2 separate regions of the Rattus norvegicus genome follow, and region 2 is linked to region 1. Evidence: chromatin contacts called from public Hi-C data. All regions are on one chromosome and are shown on one strand. Each heading gives the region's core, a stretch centred on a gene start, on an enhancer-like site or on the middle of the called end of the contact. The rest is flanking DNA. Distances are from core to core; before and after follow the strand shown.

Region 1 (3,283 bases), core at 520-3,019:
CTCACTATAAAGGATGTCTGAGCATACAGTAAATAAATGAACATAGAATCAAGAATGTTTTAGGTTCACCAAGTCAGACAATGAAGGCAATACGTGGGCAACAAAATCTTGTTGAGTCAGAAAGATGCTGAAACATAACATTTGGTAAACAGAATAGTGTATGCCAAGAGTAGGAGGGAAAGATGAAAATACATTACCCATACCCAGGCTGAGTCCCACAGACGAGAGACTCCCAACCCTGAGCCTTGTCTTACCCTCTTCTGCTTTCAGACCAGGAAAGACAGTTGTCTAACTTGCAGGCTACCAAAAAGATTTCCTAGCTGTCACACTTGGCTCTTATGATCCATCTCCCTCAGTGCTCCCGTTGTCTACTCCGGGTCAACAGTTCTCATCCTAGACATTCAACCGCACTGTCCTTCTCTCATACCAACACCTGAATTAGTGTACCCCACACCAGCTCCTTTCTGTATACTCCAGCCACACCCACCATGGAATTTTCAGCTAAGTACATAGCATTCTGGTGCTGTCAGTGGACGTTCATGGTCAGTTGGCTAGTGAGGTCTAACTCCATGGAATTAGGTCTTTCTTAGGATCTGCTTCTTTGAATGGTGTGGATGCCAAGCTCCCTTAACAGTCAATTTACTGAAGAATCTCCCTGTGATATCAGAGTATCAAAGTAGTGAACTTGACCTCCGGAAGATGAACTCTGCTTTGACAACATTCGAACTGCTAATCTCCTGGGCTATATTTGTTAGTTTTCTCATCACTGTGGCAAAAACATTCGGGAGTGGGTGGGGGAGCAACTCAAGGATTAGAAAAGCATTTGGCTTGGCTCACAGTTTGAAGCCAGAGATGTCATGGTGGTGGGAAGATGAAGCAGCAGGTCACGTTGGATCCACAGTCAGGAAGCAGAGATTCATGAATGCTGGTTCTCAGCTCACTTTCTCCCCTTTATTTAGTCTAGCCCATATTCGAGGTGAGTCTTGCCACTTCAACCCAATTTAGAAAACCCCTCATGTGCACATTTGCCTCCATAAATCCTACCGAATCCACGATCATAATTAGTGACCCCAGAGAGGAAGAACTTGGGATAACTTCTGAGTTATCCCAAACTAGAGAATGGAGGTGGGGCTTCTGCAGCCTCATATAGCCTCTGTCAGTCATGGGGACTGCCTTGTCTGGGGTGTAACCTGGAGTGTTGCACCTGCCTCCAGGCAAGAGCAGTGTCCAGGGAGGAGGCCCGCTATGGGCATGAGCTTCGTGTTGTCTGTCAGCTGGCAGCAGTGCTGGAAGCTAGAGCAATAAGATCTTTCCGGTCATCTGGGAGTTGTAGAGAGAGTATAAGGGGCAGTCACCACAGCCCCCACTTCCAGACTTGTAGAAGAGAACAATTAACTTCTTTTCCCTAGGCATGTGTGGAATCAACATCTGGATGCCTCGAGCCAGAGGCCCATTACAAGTAGCAAAAGAATTTGGACAGGATGCATTTAATCTTGAGTTAATGGTACAGTGCTCTGCCAAGAAAAACCTCTCAGCTTCAACATATTTTACTGAGAAAAACTGTTATTGTCAGGTACAGGGGAAATTCTTCCTCCCTTTGGTTGCTCTGTCAGATGACACAGTTACTGGAGGGGACCACTGACCTGGTATGTTATCTCTTTCATCTGAGAGAGTCTCTCCCCCACAGACCCATCTCCCCAAAACCTGGCCATGAGCCCTGTGTAATTCTAGCCTCTGACAGCTGCAGGAGAAGGAAGAAAGGAGATTTGCAAACAGTCATTCTTTTAGAGGCCACGTTGCTAAACACTAGATACATTGGATTTCCCTGAACCCCCACCCCCTGCCCTCTCACTACCAGGGTAGAACGTATGTGGGAAATTCAGAGGGAATGCTCCGAGCCTGGTGTTCATTCTTACCCAGCCCCAACTCTGCAGCAAGTACGATGGTTGCTGTCAATAAAACCACTTTGCAGACGTAGATGGACTACACGTAGAAGGAGGATGGATGGTAAAATTATACTAATATTCTAGAACAGGAAATGTACATTCCTTGATGAAGCAACTTAACGGAGTCAGCGGGAGAATTGAGCTCGACTTTAAAGTTCAAGGGTTTTCCATCTACCATTATGTAGTGAAGCAACAGAGCGCAGTGAGGGTACATCCAAGCAATGAGGACGCCATTTAGGGCAAGCAGGAAGGCAGCAGTGAGGGCAGGGCTGCCACAACTTGAGAGTAACCCACCAATATCTGCTCCTCAGACAGGTCCTCCACACTCAGAGGATTTGGAGGAGCCACTATCAGCAGTCCAGAGCTGGGTGGAGTTTCTCCAGGTGGGACAAGAAAGGGCTACTTTGAGTCTTTGGCTCTCTGATCTCTGTCTCCATACACTGATTGTCTCCATACAAACAGAGAAGCTTTGCAGTCCCTTCTACCAGGCTTTTGTAGGGCCAGGCTAGGACTAAGAATAGGGTAGGGTGGGGTGGGATGGGATAGGAAAAGGGATGTGTGTCTACAACCCATCTTCAGTACAGAATCTCAATAGACATAATGGGGACTGGGAATGTAGTTGATTTGGAAGAGTCCTTGCCTAGAATACACAAAGTCCTTGGTACAATCTTAGCACCCAACAAAAACAGGTATGGTGATACATACTGTTCTCTAGTGCTGGTGTGTAATCCCAGCACTAGAGAAGTAGAGGCAGGAGGATCAGAAGTTCAAGGTGATCTTTGACTATGTATTGAATTCTAAGGACAGCCAGGGTTACATGGGACACTTTCTCAAACGACACAAATCACATGATGAAGTGTGGGTGTAGACTATTATACTGCCTTTGTCTTGATTATATTCAATGTCAGGATCAAAGCTTTTGGTCCCAGTCTACAAAGCTTTTCCAGCGAGGCTCAACCATTTTTCACTCAGTGATGTTGCTTGGGTTGGGTTTTCTGGCTAAAGAAAACAGGAATCAGAAAAGCTATTTGCCTTGCTCATAGTTTCTCCCAGCACCATATCCCAGGCCTCCTTTCAAATCCACTGTTCTTTCTGCCCCACATATCTCCATGGTATCTTAGCACAGTCAGGTAGGGCAGACCTAGGACAGGTACTGTATTGAACCACAGAGAATCTAAGTTTTGAGCTGAACTGTGTTTGCATCCTGGGCCTCCCCTTGGATAAGTCTGGGTTTAATGTGCTATTTCTAGCCCCAGCCTTCTCATCTGTAAAATGGGACCTAGCACTCTTGTGTAGGAAAGATAACTTTTTTATAGTTAAAGGATATGACAGTTACA
Region 2 (3,283 bases), core at 202-2,701, 240 kb before region 1:
ATTTAAATCTGTGACAGGAATCCATTTGGTTTCTACGATTGAATGCATGGTTAAACTTACACTTACTGTTGTATGCTTATCAATCTGTGTCAAACCCACCCAAGAAAATGAGATAGGCCTCTACTAATTAAATCCAACCTAAGATGGGCACTCAAAGTCCTCTACAATTTATTTCCAAACCTTCCTCCTTAAATCCTCTCAGTTCATACCAGCCACCTGGTCTTCTCACCCCCACCCCATGTAAAAGCAACTGGTAACACTTATTGGTCTATACTGTGAACTTAGCAGCATTCTACGTGCCCATTCTGGTTCAGTCCTAAAACCCAGAAGCTAGGTTACCTACACCTTTCCCTCCTAAAGGCGAGGAAGCCTAAGCACCGAGAGGGTAGCTATTAGTAATGGCACTGTGACTGCCTTTATTCTTGTTCGGCTGCCTGCTGGGAGAGCTTCCCACCTTCTTGACTGTCAAGATCTTACCCAGTGTCGGAGCCCTGAGTCATCCTATCCACCCCCTTGAGTGCAAAGTCAGCCCTGGAGTGCCACCTAGAAGCCAGATGTTTTGTATTCTGACTCGTGTAAGAGCCAGGCTATCCTTTTGTCAGGTAAGGAGCCTGAGGCCCAAGAGTCGTGGATGTTGAGTTTCTCAAGCCCTGGAAGGTAGGTTTTCCTGCTGGGCCCCTCCAGGAAAACCTCTGCTCATCTCTTTGTCTCCCCTACACATTATAAGTTAACTCAAAACTCCCTAAAACTGGCACACACCTATTCCAGGAGGATCAAGGTGCTCCTAGTGCAGTGGTTCTCAACCTGTGGGTCACTAAAGGGATCGCATATCAGACATTTATATTACAGTTCGTAACAGAAGCAACACTACAGTTCTGAAGTAGCAACGAAATGATTTTATAGTTGGGGGGTCACCACAGCATCAGGAACTGTATTAAAAAGTTGCAGCATCAGGGAAGCTGAGACCCATGCTCGAGCGAAAGGCCTCTGAGCTACACTACCTCTCTACAGTGTGCAGACATCCTCACGTTATGGGGCATTTTCCAACTGACGGGACTCTTCTGCTGAGGTGATAGACACGGAGACCTCCAACAGAAAAACACCAAGAGGCCTTTCACTCCAAGCAGGAAACAATATCCCACAGTCTTAATAACCCCAACAGAATGAGAGAATAGACCACTTTCAGTAGAAAAATACAGCTTTTTTAGCTTTCTCAAGAAAACCTTTGACCAAAATCTGAGCATGATTTTGAGCATATGGGCCCCAAATTCCAATTTGCTATGGCTGAGATTTCACTGGTACGATGGACCGACACACTCGCAAGAAATATGTGAATTCATCATGGCTATTTTTGCAGCGCTGAAGCTGGCACACTTCCAAGTTGAGAACTTTCTGCTTTAGCAGCTCTCGGTTATTTGAGGCTGGATGACTCACTTAGTGTTACATCCTCTTGTTTTCCTCCCCTGGGCCCCTCCCACCTAAGAGGGCTGGCAGGGGCAGGGAGGGTTATGAAACCCAAGCTGCTATCTATCGAGGACCGCACTTCTTGTCAGCTTTTGTTAATGCTTTGTTGGGAACTACGCTTTCTGCTTCTCCTCAATCCCCTCCCTACTAGGCAAGTCACCTCTGCCTTTATGTGTGCTCCAAACCTTTTGTTCCTTCTGTTCCTAGAGTGTACATTTCCTGCATTTTATTTACCTGCTTAGACATAGTGCCTCTTGCTGCAGAGAGAAGGGTGTTTAAAGCAGGCCTGCTTTCAGGATCCTCTGGACCCATGACACAGTCTGACTAGCAGGCATTTGTTAAACTGGGAAAAGAAAGGGAGGAGAGGGGAGTAGGTAAGTGACAAGACCCTCCCATGAGAACCAGCTAGCACAGTTAGGATGAGAAGTTAGAATCTGTTAGCTTGTTTTGTTTTGTTTTGTTTTGTTTTTTTAAGACGGGAGATAGGCATATCTTGGAAATTAGTCTGTAGCGAATACAGGGCTGAGCCTCGACTATTTCCCTCAGACTAAAGCCGTGTTGATGGAACTCAAAACCAGCCAGCTACCCTGCAGAACCAGCTACTGGGAGGAAATCTTTCTTCCCACCACTGTGCACTGCCAGTCATCCAGAGGCACTGCAGCAGTGCTCACTGTGCAGGCTGTGTCTTGGTTTTCTGCCTGCCTGCCTATCTGTCTGTCCATCCACCAACCCATTCATCTGTCTGTCTATCTATCTATCTACCTATCTATCTATCTATCTATCTATCTATCTATCTATCTATCTATCGCTATCCTGGAACTTGTTCTGTAGACCAGACTGGCCTTGAACTCACAGATCTGTTCGCCACTACCTACCCAGTGCTAGAATTAAAGGCATGCACTACCACCCAGAGTATTTTTTAATTCTTTACCCCTTTGTGAAGCAGGAATAGTTATTGTCCTTTAAGGAAACCGTGGTTTAAAGTAACAAAGGTAACCACTCAAGAATACTATTTAGATACTCCAATACCTGGTTTTCAACAGGAATCAGAAAGACTTAATTGTAAAGGAATATAAGCTGAGAAGACTCAATCTTTAGAGGCCCCAACAGCAGAATACACATCCCTCTAGTGCGCAGAGAGCATCCCCCAGGATGCGGTAGTCCATAAACAAGCCTCAGTGTGCTTACAAGAACTAGAGCCACACAGGCACCAAACACACTGAAATGAACTTGGAAGTCAAGAACAGAAAGCATGGACATAGTAGCAAGCACAGGGAAGAAATGGAGCCAACGCGTCAAAGAAGACCTCCTGAGAGGAGTTAGAAACTGCTCTGAGAAAGGTGAAAGCTGAAGTGGTGCTTAGAGGGAAATTTATAGCCGGGAATCATTGCATTAAAGGGGGGAAAGAGGGGAGGTAGGAGATGCACCTGCTGTTCTTACAGAGGGTGTGAGCTTGGTTCCCAGAAGCCACTCATGACTCCACCCTAGGGGATCTGATGCCCGCTTTGGGCTTCAGAGGACACTAGTCATGCACATGGTACACATACATGCATAACTTTTTAAAAAATGATATAAAAAGAATCTCATGTTAAATCCCCATCTTAAGGTACTAGGGGGAAGAAAGAGAGAAGCAAGTCCCAAAGCATGCAGACGGGAGGGAACAGTAAAGATTAGAGCAGATGTTAATAAAAAATGGAAACAACAGAAGAAAATCAATGGAACCAGAGAGTCTTGTTTCAGAAAGATTAACAAAGCCGGCAGAGCTTTGTTTAGAAAGAGATGAGGTCTTTTTCCCAAGGTGACTCCAATAGGGAAAGTC

The links. A called contact is a pair of places that touch in the nucleus more often than the background predicts.
Region 2: a Hi-C map of the A7r5 cell line shows a contact between it and region 1, with 4 times the contacts expected there. The contact joins two enhancer-like sites. A contact is called at or near these places in 2 of 12 Hi-C or Micro-C datasets (the A7r5 cell line and frontal cortex).

Annotation. Positions count from the first base shown.
Region 1 is chr6:41,479,572-41,482,854 of GRCr8, reverse strand. No RefSeq gene overlaps it. Among named protein-coding and RNA genes, the nearest start is that of Mycn, 29 kb to the right of the region's middle. Within about 2 kb of position 1,769, at least 7 of the 93 cell types and tissues checked have an H3K27ac peak or open chromatin away from gene starts, as enhancers often do. A contact at or near this core is called in the A7r5 cell line, where this site is marked.
Region 2 is chr6:41,716,684-41,719,966 of GRCr8, reverse strand. No RefSeq gene overlaps it. Among named protein-coding and RNA genes, the nearest start is that of Ddx1, 38 kb to the left of the region's middle. Within about 2 kb of position 1,451, at least 21 of the 93 cell types and tissues checked have an H3K27ac peak or open chromatin away from gene starts, as enhancers often do. A contact at or near this core is called in the A7r5 cell line, where this site is marked.